Linked DNA regions of Hordeum vulgare: region 1 is linked to region 2. Evidence: chromatin contacts called from public Hi-C data. All regions are on one chromosome and are shown on one strand. The core of a region is the stretch at or near the end of the contact, and the rest is flanking DNA. Distances in the headings are between cores, read along the strand shown.

Region 1 (6,157 bases), core at 3,534-6,033, 490 kb before region 2:
CGTTGTTTGGTTCGGTGGGATTGCATTGGTTGAATATCCATGTTTTGTTGTTTGGTTGAAAGGATGAGAGGCACGGAGCCAACCGCATCCTAACCTAGCAGAGGCACACAAAGCTTGATTGCATGGTGACCATCGTCGAGGAGCACGAGGCTCCGGCGAGGGAGGGCCACAGAGAGCACATCCCGAAAGGAGCGGGAGCTCGCGCGGGACTGGTCCGACGGCGGCGGGCTGGAGTCCATCCAGCGCATCTCGCGGGAGCGACCACCAGTGGGGGACGGGGAGCGAGAGGCCATGGGGCCGCGCCAAGGGCGAGCAGCGGCGTAGATGGACGTCGGGGCCGGAGTGGCCGCCGGCGGAGCTAGCGAAGACGAGGACCTTAGCATGGCTGCCCTCATCCGCCATATTTTGCTGGCTCTTGCCAACCAGTTTTTTCAGGAATATTCTCAGCATCTTGGCTATCCCTATCCTCTCATCCCTCTAAACCAAACAGATGGCATCCCTCAGAAAATTGGCTATCCCTGTCCAACCGAGGGATAGCCGATGAACCAAACGCCACCTAAGATGATACCTGGAGAGAGTGTTGTCCCTCAGCATAAGCTGGTGGTTGCTGACTTCCGCTTTCGGATTCGTGTCCAACGGGACAAGCGTGCCAAAGTCATTAGAATGAAGTGGTGGAAGCTCAAGGGGGAGGTAGCTAAGGTGTTTAAGGAGAGGGTCATTAAGGAGGGTCCTTGGGAGGAAGGAGCTGATGCAGACAACATGTGGATGAACATGGCGAATTGCATTCGTAAGGTGGCCTCGGAGGAGTTTGTAGTGTCCAGGGGAAGTAGAAGAGAAGCTAAAGATACCTGGTGGTGGGAACGATGATGTCCAGAAGGCAATTAAGGAGAAGAAAGATTGTTTCAGACGCCTATATCTGGATAGGAGTGTAGACAACATAGAGAAGTACAAGATGGCAAAGAGGGCCGCAAAGCAAGCTGTGAGTGAAGCAAGGGTTTGGGCGTATGAGGACCTCTACCAACGGTTAGACACGAAGGAAGGCGAAAGGGACATCTATAAGATGGCCAAGATCCAAGAGAGGAAGACGAGGGATGTTCACCAAATCAAGTGCATCAAGGACAGAGCAGATCAACTCCTGGTGAAGAATGAGGAGATTAAGCATAGATGGCGGGAGTACTTTGACAAGCTGTTCAATGGGGAGAGTGAGAGCTCTACCATTGATCTGGACAACTCCTTTGATGATACTAGCAGGTGTTTTGTGCAGCGAATCCAGGAGTCGGAGGTCAAGGAGGCTTTAAAGAGGATGAAAGGAGGCAAGGTGATGGGCCCTGATTGTATCCCCATTGAGGTGTGGAGAGGCCTCGGGGACATATCGATAGTATGGCTAACCAAACTTTTCAACCTCATTTTTCGAGCAAACAAGATGCCAGAAGAATGGAGACGGAGTATATTAGTACCAATCTTCAAGAACAAGGGGGATGTTCAGAGTTGTACTAATTAAGCGTGACCAAAAATCAGTTTGGTTTCATGCCTGGGTGGTCGACCATGGAAGCCATTTTCTTGGTACGACAACTTATGGAGAGATAGGGAGCAAAAGAAGGACTTGCATATGGTGTTCATTGACTTGGAGAAGGCCTATGATAAGATACCACGGAATGTTATGTGGTGGGCCTTGGAGAAACACGAAGTCCCAGCAAAGTACATTACCCTCATCAAGGACATGTACGATAACGTTGTGACAAGTGTTTGAACAAGTGATGACGACACTGATGACTTCCCGATTAAGATAGGACTGCATCAGAGGTCAGCTTTGAGCCCTTATCTTTTTGCCTTGGTGATGGATGAGGTCACAAGGGATATACAAGGAGATATCCCATGGTGTATGCTCTTTGCGGACGATGTGGTGCTAGTCGATGATAGTCGGACGGGGGAAAATAGGAAGTTGGAGTTATGGAGGCAAACCTTGGAATCGAAAGGTTTTAGACTTAGTAGGACTAAGACCGAGTACATGAGGTGTGCTTTCAGTACTACTAAGCACGAGGAGGGGGGGTTAGCCTTGATGGGCAGGTGGTACCTCAGAAGGACATCTTCCGTTATTTGGGGTCAATGTTGCAGAAGCATGGGGATATCGGATGAAGATGTGAACCATCGAATTGAAGTCGGATGGATGAAGTGGCGCCAAGCTTCTGGCGTTCTCTGTGACAAGAGGGTGCCACAAAAGCTAAAAGGCAAGTTCTATAGGACGGCAATTCGACCCACAAGTTGTATGGCCTGAGTGTTGGCCAACTAAAAGGCGACATCTGCAACAGCTAGGTGTGGCGGAGATGCGCATGTTGAGATGGATGTGTGGCCACACAAGGAAGGACTGAATCTGGATTGATGATATACGAGATAGAGTTGGGGTAGCGCCAATTGAAGAGAAGCTTGTCCAACATCGTCTGAGATGGTTTGGGCATATTCAGCGCAGGCTTCTAGAAGCCCCAGCGCATAGCGGGCGTAGCATGCTGATAATGTCAAGAGAGGTCGGGGTAGACCGAACTTGACATGGGAAGAGTCTGTAAAGAGAGATCTAAAGGATTGGAGCATCACCAAAGAACTAGCTATGGACAGGGGTGCGTGGAAGCTTGCTATCCATGTGCCAGAACCATGAGTTGGCCGCGAGATCTTATGGGTTTCACCTCTAGCCTACCCCAACTTGTTTGGGACTAAAGGCTTTGTTGTTGTTGTTTGTTGTTGTATGTTGTATCTGGAGTGGCATGAGATAAGAGGGTTTGGATGTTGATCCAAAGGCTTAGAAATGTGCATGCCATAAATATTCAGGCAACTTACGAATAGTCAAGCCCTAAAGTTCAAGCAATCAAATGTCCAAAGTAAGTATTGACAACATTTATGAAATGGACAGGACAACTCCCTCTTCACAAGTACAACCGGGATTTGGTAAAGCACTAGACAATGCTAAATCTGTTTCCCTTTTACACAGCCATCCTCTTAATTTCCGAACTAATTGGTTCGAGCATGACCATTGACAATCAAGAATCATAAATACCCCTCATACATCGTGAAAGTGCTAAACTTCGAGTTTGTTTCCGTATAAAGACTGCACACCTCTTTGTCTTTACTCATCCATCATTTTAAGGAAAGATGGAAACACAGCCAGAAGAGAACAGAAAAAGAAATGGGAACCCTCCCAGTATAGCAGCTTTGTGACAGCTCATTTCTAATCTTATAAGTACCATTAAGAAAAACATGGGATGGCCTGCTATGCTATATACAAATTTACACAGAATCTTACTCACGTCAAATTTTACTTGCTCAAGAAATAATAGTACAGATTGTTCAAACAGATCCCATCCCTCTGGAGAAAAAATAGTAACATGGAATTAAATGCATGCAATAAATAAAATTAATCAAACACCTTTGATTGATCAACGTGCGCAGTCTTGAGGCTTTAAATGGAGGGAAATTAAGCTTGTCTCGGAACAGAGGGTTTGCCTCGATAAGCTTCTTAAGCTCCATGAGCATGATATTCCGAGCTGACTTTGTATCCCCATATTTGGACAGCTGCTCATTTTGCCTGTTTGTGATTTAGACACAATTACATCCACATTAGCGCAATGCACATGCATTCTGTCTGCTATACGAAGATGCTCCAAACGAACCATTAGCACCGCACCTGAAATTATCCAGAGTCAGCAGCTGCGTTATCTCCTTGAACAGCTCCTCGTTGAAGGAGGCAAACACCTTCAAATCCTTGACGAGTATCTCCACTGCCTTGGCCCGATCATGCCTGCAAAAGGCAACCGAGTTGAGCGCCTGCAAATCGCTGTTGATCCTGAAGCAAATGAGCAGGAGAGGAGAGGCTTCAATACGAGTTACCTGTCGAGGGCTTCAAGGTACTTCTGCTTGCGGATCTCAAAGAATATCTTCATGGAGTAGCGGTTGTCCTCCACCTTGGTGAAGCCGCTGAGGTACCTCTCTACCTCGTCCCACTCCCCACCCTGGACCAGGTCCTCGAAGTGCTTCATGTTGAAGTAGAAGCCCGATTCCTGCTCCAACCTGCGCGACCAAAATGGGCGTGGGTTAAAAAAAAACATGCTTCAACAACTCAGATAGCTCCAAAACTTCCTCTTGATCAACCGGACGAGACGACACACTTACTTGTGCACCGTCTCCTTAAACTTTTCCTCATCGAGGAACTGCAGGATGAGAAAGACCAGCTCCCTGCTGAGAGACGACATGGCTCCCCCGATCCCGCCCTGCGTCTCCAGCGCTCACGACGAGGGAGGACTCCCGCCTTCGCGGCAGATCCCCTCCCAAATCTCCGTAGAAAGCAGCGCAGAGGGCCCCAACCGACCCCCCCCACACACACACACACACACACCGGCGAAGAAAACGCACCGAACACCCAACGAGCAGAGCCCTAGCAGGACGAAAACCCCGGAGGCGAAACGGACGGCGGGAGCGAGCTCACAGCCGACGCGGACCCATCTCGGCGGGATCTCCCACGATTCCGGCGGATCTGCAGCTACTGGCGCCGAGCGGTGAAATCCGGCGGCGCACGCTCCCTCGGCTGCGCAGCTCGTAGGTTAGGGTTTGGCCGCCGCCGTCGTCTGCTGCTGCTTCCTTCTTCTCCCCTTGCCTTGGCTCTAGCCGACGGACGGGTTTGCCTTTTCTTATCTCTCTCTCCGCTTCGCTTTCTCTCTCCAAAACCAGTCTCTCTTTGGGAGTATTTATTTTCCTGGTCTGCTTTTGGTTTTTTGGTGCCGCATTTTATAACCACTCCGCCCCTTCTCCCTCTTTATATAGCCAACCAGACAGCCCCACCCGATTTACATGAGAGCCCGCGACCACGCTGCTCTATTACTTGGCAGCCACTGACGAGGACGAGCGACAGGGGCAAACTGGGTACTTAACTCCTATCCTGAGGCCCACGGCCACAGGTAGGGGGTAAACTTCCGTTAACCATTTCTCGCTCGCTGCCACCTCATCCTTCCTCGTACTCATTCATTTCTTCCTCTCACGCATCCGCGGTTTCGAAATTTGAACGGGGCCAGCCACGCAGCCTTGAGGTAGCCGCACCCGGTACAGGATGCCCATCTTTTCAGGCCTTACACTTACTCCTCTAAAAAAAATGTTTCAAGCTTAATACAATTTTATATTAAAGTTACTATAAAATCGAGACATTTATTTTGAAATGAAGGAAGTACAATTATACTGTACTTTAAAAAAATTGCGGACAATTCAGAGAGTTTTATTCTTAAAACGCATTTCTTGGACAATCAGTCAATAAGCTGGCCGCTAGGAAGTTACGAGTATCATCAAACCAACACTCCGTCGCATTTAAAGTGCAAGCACGCTTAGCGCGGGGATGAGTAGGAATGTTTGTTATCCTCGTTACATGTTAAATCTCAAACAGGATAAAATCCCTAACTAGCTCTTCAATTTCATCTAAGATAGGCGCCACAATCGAACGAGTATGGTGGCGAGTGTTCCAGAGTGTAACAACCTCCACACAATCAGTTTCCATGATCACATGTGTGAAGCCTCTCAGCTTGTCAAACTTGAGACCTTCAAGGACTGCAAGAGTCTCCATGATGAAAGGATCCAGGAACAAAGCCTTAGTATCATTGTTCAACATCTCCGTCGCGCTCCGCACGGACGCGACGTCCACCCCATGGTGTCTGGCTCGCGGAGCCCACCGTCCGTCTCATCTCCGTTCCATGGTGAGCGGTTGTCTCGGCTCGGCCTGTCCGGCTCACTTGGGTCTGCCCGCTCCTCGTCGATCGCTGGTGTCAGGCAGGAGTTGGAGTTGTCGACGGCCGATGGCCCGTGGAGGGGGAAGGGCCAGTCTCGCAAAGCTATGTGGCGTGGCCGGAAGGCGTTGCACCGCGAGCAGGAGGCTGGCCGTACGGCGTCGTCTTCCTCCTCTGGGCGGCGTCAGATCCCGTCGGGCCTGCATGGGCTCTGTTTCCGTTGTTTCGAGGAAGGTCATCGTCGCCAGGACTGCACCAATGATCCTCTCTGCATCTGATGCGGGCTCTCGGGGCATGTCTCCTCGCAGTCCACGAGGCCGCGCAGCCCGATCTCGATGGAGGAACTACGCAAGGCGGTCATCACCAAGGCTTCCAGGGATAGGTCGGCGCCTCGGCTGGACCGC
Region 2 (6,009 bases), core at 2,932-5,431:
AGCTATGATGTGCCTTATGCTGCTATGCATGCTATGCTTAGAGTTGTGTATGGTCTGTCATCTGGGAGATGAACAGAAATGTGGAATGTGTTCGGTGAGCAAAGGTTGTGTGTTGAACTTGATTTGGTAAAGGTCCCAGTGAAAGGCTGTGTAGGAGTGCATGGCGGGTTGTTTCATTGGAACCGTCCTTAGGAACTGAGTTCCGTGTATGTAATCCAAGACTAGATACCACCACATGCTGGGCCCTGAAATATGACCCCGCTCGGCCTATTAATCGCGTAGTACTCGGTCCAGGAGTTGCAAGTAGTTTCTGGTGTTTATAGTAATGCTGGAGGCCGTGCATGGTGCTGACCTGAGAGGTGGGCCGTGATGCGGTAGGCAGTGGCACGGTGTACCAAGTGGCACCCGGATGGTGGGCTTGGGAACCCTGCGCTCATCGTTTGAGGCCGTGGCGGAAACCCCGGCCGGACTTCCGTACGGGTTACTCTCAGATAGGCGATAAACCTGGACTAGGTACTAGTGTGGTTAACGGTCGTGGCCGACTCCCTCGTTGGGCTTCCGCTTGAAGGTTGCCGAGGTGCATGACGTGCACGTGGCGATAAGTGACGAGAGCGTGTGTGACGAAGTACACCCCTGCAGGGTTATGATCTATTCGAATAGCCGCGTCCGCGGACATGGACTACTTGGAGACATATGTTGTTCATAGATAACTTCAATGGCTACTCATAAAATTGCCCAAATAAGCGTGAGTGTCGTGGACGGCATTTCCGTATGGAGACGGAATGATTCCACGATAGTGTATTGTTGTGGTGTTAGTGGACTCGTGTGCGAGAAATCTAGTTGTCAAAACTAATTTCAAAATGCAAGTTGTCTAGCCACGAGTCAAATGCTGGCTTTCCGCATGAAACCCCACAATACCTTTTGATACCTTGCATGAGAAGTTAGTTCTCCTAAAGTCTTGCTGAGTACATTCGTACTCATGTTTGCTTAATAAATGTTGCAGTGGTTGCTAATGACCCTAATGGAGGGTTCTTCGTAGACGTCGACGACGACGAGTAGCTGGTGTCCCAGCTACGATCTGGCCCTACGTCTGCTCTGTAGTATACTCAGGCCATGTGCCTTCTAGCTGCACTGTCTGTACCCAGACAGTTTATAACTCTTCCGCTGGCTTGTATTGTATGACTGCTATTATGGGTCGTGAGACCCTTAATGGGTAATATTACATGTGTGGCTCTTCCGAGCCTCTTAAATAAAGGTTGTATGTTTATGGTTATGTTGTGATGCCATCGATGTATCTATACATATCGGTATGCCATGCGTACGTGTGTCTTACTTGATATGTATGGGGTTCGAATACCTAGTCGTTAACTTTAGTAGCACTCCTTACAAGGAAATGCCCCTTTGTGATCCAACGAGCCTTGGTAGTCCGCTACTGCTCCGGACACATTGGTTGACCGGCATGTGTCCTTCTTAGCTGCTGTGTCTGTCCTCTTTGGGGAAATGTCACGCGACGTAATGGAGTCCTTGTAGCTTGCTACGACTCGTCTACGTTCGCTGATGACCGACACCTGCTTCGTTGGGTCATGTATGCCTGTTCTTGTGCGGAACTGCCACTTGGGTTTATGACTAGACATGTCGATCCGGGTTCTTTGACATTGGATTGCTAGCGACACCTATCGCATACGTGAGTCAAAAGACGCAAACGGTCCCGGCTAAGGTAAGGCTGCAGCCGTGGAGTTAACCGTGCGTGAGACCACAAAGAGATGCGATGTGTTACAGGCTGGATTCCTATGGCTTAGGATCGGGGTCCTGACATAAATCATTGCCTCTGAGCTCTTTTAATACTCAAATATTCCAGAAATCCTAGAAGAGCCGACAAATTTTTTTTTATCCGCCGCAAGTTCCACAAGCCACGAGATCCAATCTAGAGCCCGTTCTGGAGGGAAACACGGTCACGGAGAGTTTCATCATCCTCATTGGTTCCACTCCCATGACAGGTGAGTAGTTCATATCAGATCTATGGGTACGTCGGAAGTAGTTAGATGGCTTTCTCTCTCGTTTTGCTTCTCAATACAATGGTCTCTTAGAGACCTATTTGTTGTAACTCTTCCTTTTGCAGTTTGTTTGTTGGGATCCGATGAACTGTGATTTTATGTTTAGATCTATTAAGATATATCTATCTATGATTATTATAACCAGGTATTTCTTCTCCTACATTTGGGTTTTGTTTGTCCAACTTAATCTTTTTATCTTACAATGGGAAGACGTGCTTTGTGATGGGTTCGATCTTGCACTGCTCAATCTCAGTGAAAGAAACAGACATGACACGCATGCATCATTGCTATTAAGGATAGAACGATGGGGTCTAGTCCTACTTGAATAGATCTTTTCTACATCATGTCATCGTTCTTAAAGCATTACTCCAATTATCCATGAACTTAATACACTGGATGCATGCTGGATAGCGGTGGGTGCGTGGACTAATAGTAGTAGATGCAGGAAGGAGTCGGTCTAGTTGTCTTGGACGTGATGCCTATATACATGATCATTGTCTTGAATAACGTCATAATTATTCGCTCTTCTATCAATTCCCCAACAATAATTTGTCTATCCATCATTTTCTATTTTCTCAAGAGAAGCCACTAGTGAAACCTACGACCCCCTGGTTTATTCTACATCATATATTTGGAAGATCTATTTTGCTATTCGTGTTTGTAGTTTATTTTGTCTTTTACTTTCAGATCTATATTATCAAAAAACCAAAAATACCTTGTTGTGTTTTATTTACCATTACTTTATTTGCATCTATCAATATATCATTTTACCGTTTTATTTCAACCACGAGCATTTGACAACCTCTACATGCATTGGGTTGCGAGGATTTGTTATTTGTGTACACGTGCTGCTTACATAGTCTTGTGGATATTCCTACTCGATTGATACCTTGGTTTCATAATCGAGGAAAGTACTTGCCGTCGTTGAGCTACATCACTCTTTAAGCTTGGAAGGAAATCAATACAATCAACGAGGAGTCAGGGGTCCAACTAGAAGTGACACCAGAGCCCCTGAGTGGGTTATAGGGTCCATTGTCATAGGCTTAACAAATCACAAATCAGAAAAAGGGATGAATAAACGGGTGAAAGGGAATTCGAACCCAAGACCTCCCGATCGGGTGGGCTTTGTCGGACCAGATGGGCAAGGGCGTGACTCTTGGTAACAGAGGGGATCGACCCTTTTTACCAAACCACGCGCTCGGCCTTCTTCTTCCCTATGGCAGGGAGAACGACAGTGTCGCCGATGAGCATTCGGGCTACCACTGGAGCTGGCGACCAACATCGGGCCATCGGAACAAATGGCAGTCCCATTGCCGCCTTTGCCTGGCGGCGAGGTGGATCTAAGCTAGGGGTTCGAGATCGAGCTTCGGCTTCGCTTGGGTCATGGCGTTGTGCGGCGAGGTAAGGCAAGCTAGGCGAGCGTAGGTGAGGGCGCGCGCTAGTGCACAAGCCCTGGCGTGCGTGGGGTTGAGAGATCCGACGCGGAGGGCACGGGTGCATTGCCGACACTAACACAACACACACAAAACATGAGCTTGGTAGAGCATCGGTAGCACGGAAGTGGAACGAACATAGAGGCACCTACGAGGAACGCAGGACGATGTGAAGGAACACGGGATGGCTGCTGCTCACCTAGTGTCCACTAGACATGCAGGTGATGCTGGGGACGGGCTGGAGTTGATATATCTAACGACGGCGCGCGGTGAGCTCCCTGGATTGTGAAGTAGAGGAAGATGGGCTCAGGGTCGAGCCTGATCTCTGCCTTGGAGCTCCTCGGGACATCGAGGAAGCAGAGGGTGCTACGAGGGCTCCTTCCCGCGGCACCAGAGGCTTCAAAACGCGGCGGAGAAGTCACCCCGAGCGCGAGCTTGCGCTCGGTTGGAGCATCGAGGGCGCGGCGACGATGAGAGCTTGGAGCGGCTTACATGGCGGCGGCGATGAGAGGATAGTGAAAGAACGGAATGCGGGAGGATGGGGGTAGGTCTAGGCATGTTTTATAGGGACTAGGGACGCCAGACGGCCGTTAATTCAGGGAGGTGGTCGACGTCTCTCTCTAGATGAGCTGTCGTATAGTGGGAGGGACAAGATGCGTGAGCCGGAGCTGGCTGGGCCGCTGGCTTCGTTGGGCTACTGCTGGTGCTAGCTGGCTGAGCCGTGCGGGGTTTGCTGCTGCGCGCTGGGGCGCTGGCCAAGAGGGGAGGAGAGGCCCACGAGCGCTGGCTCTCTCTCTCTCAGGAGAAAAGAAAAGGTTTTCTTTTATTAAAAACAGGAGATAGCAAAAAATGCCAGAGAAAAGAGACGGACGTCTAGGGATGAAAGAAAATATGTTTTGCACTCACAAAAATATGACCTTTTTCATTAAATTGGTTTGGGTAATTTTGTAGACAGAAATTTAAATGCCCCTTCGGACCATTTAAATCTGTTTTGCAAGGTTTAAAAAATAGCATAAAAATAGAACAAGCCTGAGAATTATTTCTAAAATACAACCAGAATGATGAAAGTCTTACCAACATTTTTAATAAGGTGTTGGACAAAGCAAAAGTTCACCATATAACAATAACTTGAATTAAAGACAGATGGGGTATTTCCAAAGATTTGTAGGGATGGTCTTCCACACAAGAAGTAACACATTTTTATGCAATGTACTCAATCACTACATCACACACTCAGTCAACATATCATGATGCAACAATAGGAATGAATGACATGATGCCATGATGCACAAATGAATGTCATGAAGCAAATTTATTAACTCAAACCTCATGAGGCATAACATGGAAGGTCCACGCATTGAATTACTACAAGTATTGCACTTGGGATGTTACACTATGCTCCGCCCTCTCATTCGTACATCTGTTACTATTGTCAGACTCATTCTCTCATAGTTGGCGCCCACCATGGGGCTGTCCGTCAAGAAAATTCCGACACAGGTGGAGATTCAACCTTTCCCGGTCATCATGATGACACTCAAAAGAGAGATCCTCTTTGGTTCCCTCGACTTCACCGCCGATGATTTGGCGTGGCTACAAGAAGCGCTACCCACCTCTGGCGCGACACATTTCAGGGTGGTGACATATGGAGTCCTTCTGAGGCAGTCGTCGGTTCCATACCATTCGGGTCCCCTCATCCCGTTGCAGTCCGTCGCAAGCGCTCCGGGTGCTCTTGGCTTCAGCGCTGGCCCAAGAACACTGTGGCTATTCAAGCCACGATGGGACAGGTGGCCATGCTTGACTCCAATGAGCCCACCCTCAGCTTGTTCCCCTCCTCGGCCGATGAGTCTTTCGGCGATACCTAGTGGAGGAGCACCGGAAACGCTACAGAAATACTAATGGACGACACAACCAGGGTGCCTCCTGTGTATCTGCGGGTAGCTCCCGCCGGTGAGATAAAGGCGGCCGCGACAACGTCAACACCGACGCCTACATTCCCCAACCCCTCATCTTGGGAGCATTGAAAGAGATTAGGTGAAGGAACAATCAAGTCCTTCTCACCCCCATCACCGGGACTACCCTAGAGGAGATAGCCTTGGAGCCCATGCGCCAAGCCACTTAGGCTGAGTGTGAGCGGCTCGACCCACTCCAGTAGTCACTCAACGATCACGCGACAATGGAGCATCCTAGCTCCAGCCGCAATCGCATGCGATTGTTTTTGAACGACCAACCACGTAACATCCCTATGATGCCTCAACCGTTGGAGAACTTGGTTGTAGCCACTCGTATTGCTAATTCTATTCGGCCGTCTGACTCTACGGCTGGGGAAGGCATTCGGCAGATCCAGACTCTGCTGAATACTGCCCTGCAGCAAAACTCCATGATGTCACAATCACACCATCACATACACAACAAGTCCGTTTGGGCAGACATAGTGCAGTCGGCTCATAGCCCACTGAAAGCACAACTTCTCCCTAGGTGGCTTTGGTCATTAATAACAACATATATGCCATTGGACTAATCAT

Evidence for each region. Hi-C and Micro-C count contacts between places; a contact is called where the count stands out from the background.
Region 1: a contact with region 2 is called in a Hi-C map of leaf, with 2.4 times the contacts expected there. The contact joins the promoter of LOC123410003 here to the enhancer-like site in region 2. A contact is called at or near these places in 2 of 6 Hi-C or Micro-C datasets (leaf and seedling).

The regions. Positions count from the first base shown.
Region 1 is chr7H:334,829,374-334,835,530 of MorexV3_pseudomolecules_assembly, reverse strand. It overlaps LOC123410003 (protein TOPLESS-RELATED PROTEIN 2), which reads right to left and starts at 4,783. Exons shown (of 25, transcript XM_045102872.1): 1 at 4,159-4,783; 2 at 3,877-4,056; 3 at 3,674-3,787; 4 at 3,416-3,574. The coding sequence starts at 4,238.
Region 2 is chr7H:334,339,708-334,345,716 of MorexV3_pseudomolecules_assembly, reverse strand. No RefSeq gene overlaps it. Among protein-coding and RNA genes, the nearest start is that of LOC123410003, 490 kb to the left of the region's middle. Within about 2 kb of position 4,181, at least 3 of the 3 cell types and tissues checked have open chromatin away from gene starts, as enhancers often do. A contact at or near this core is called in leaf and seedling, where this site is marked.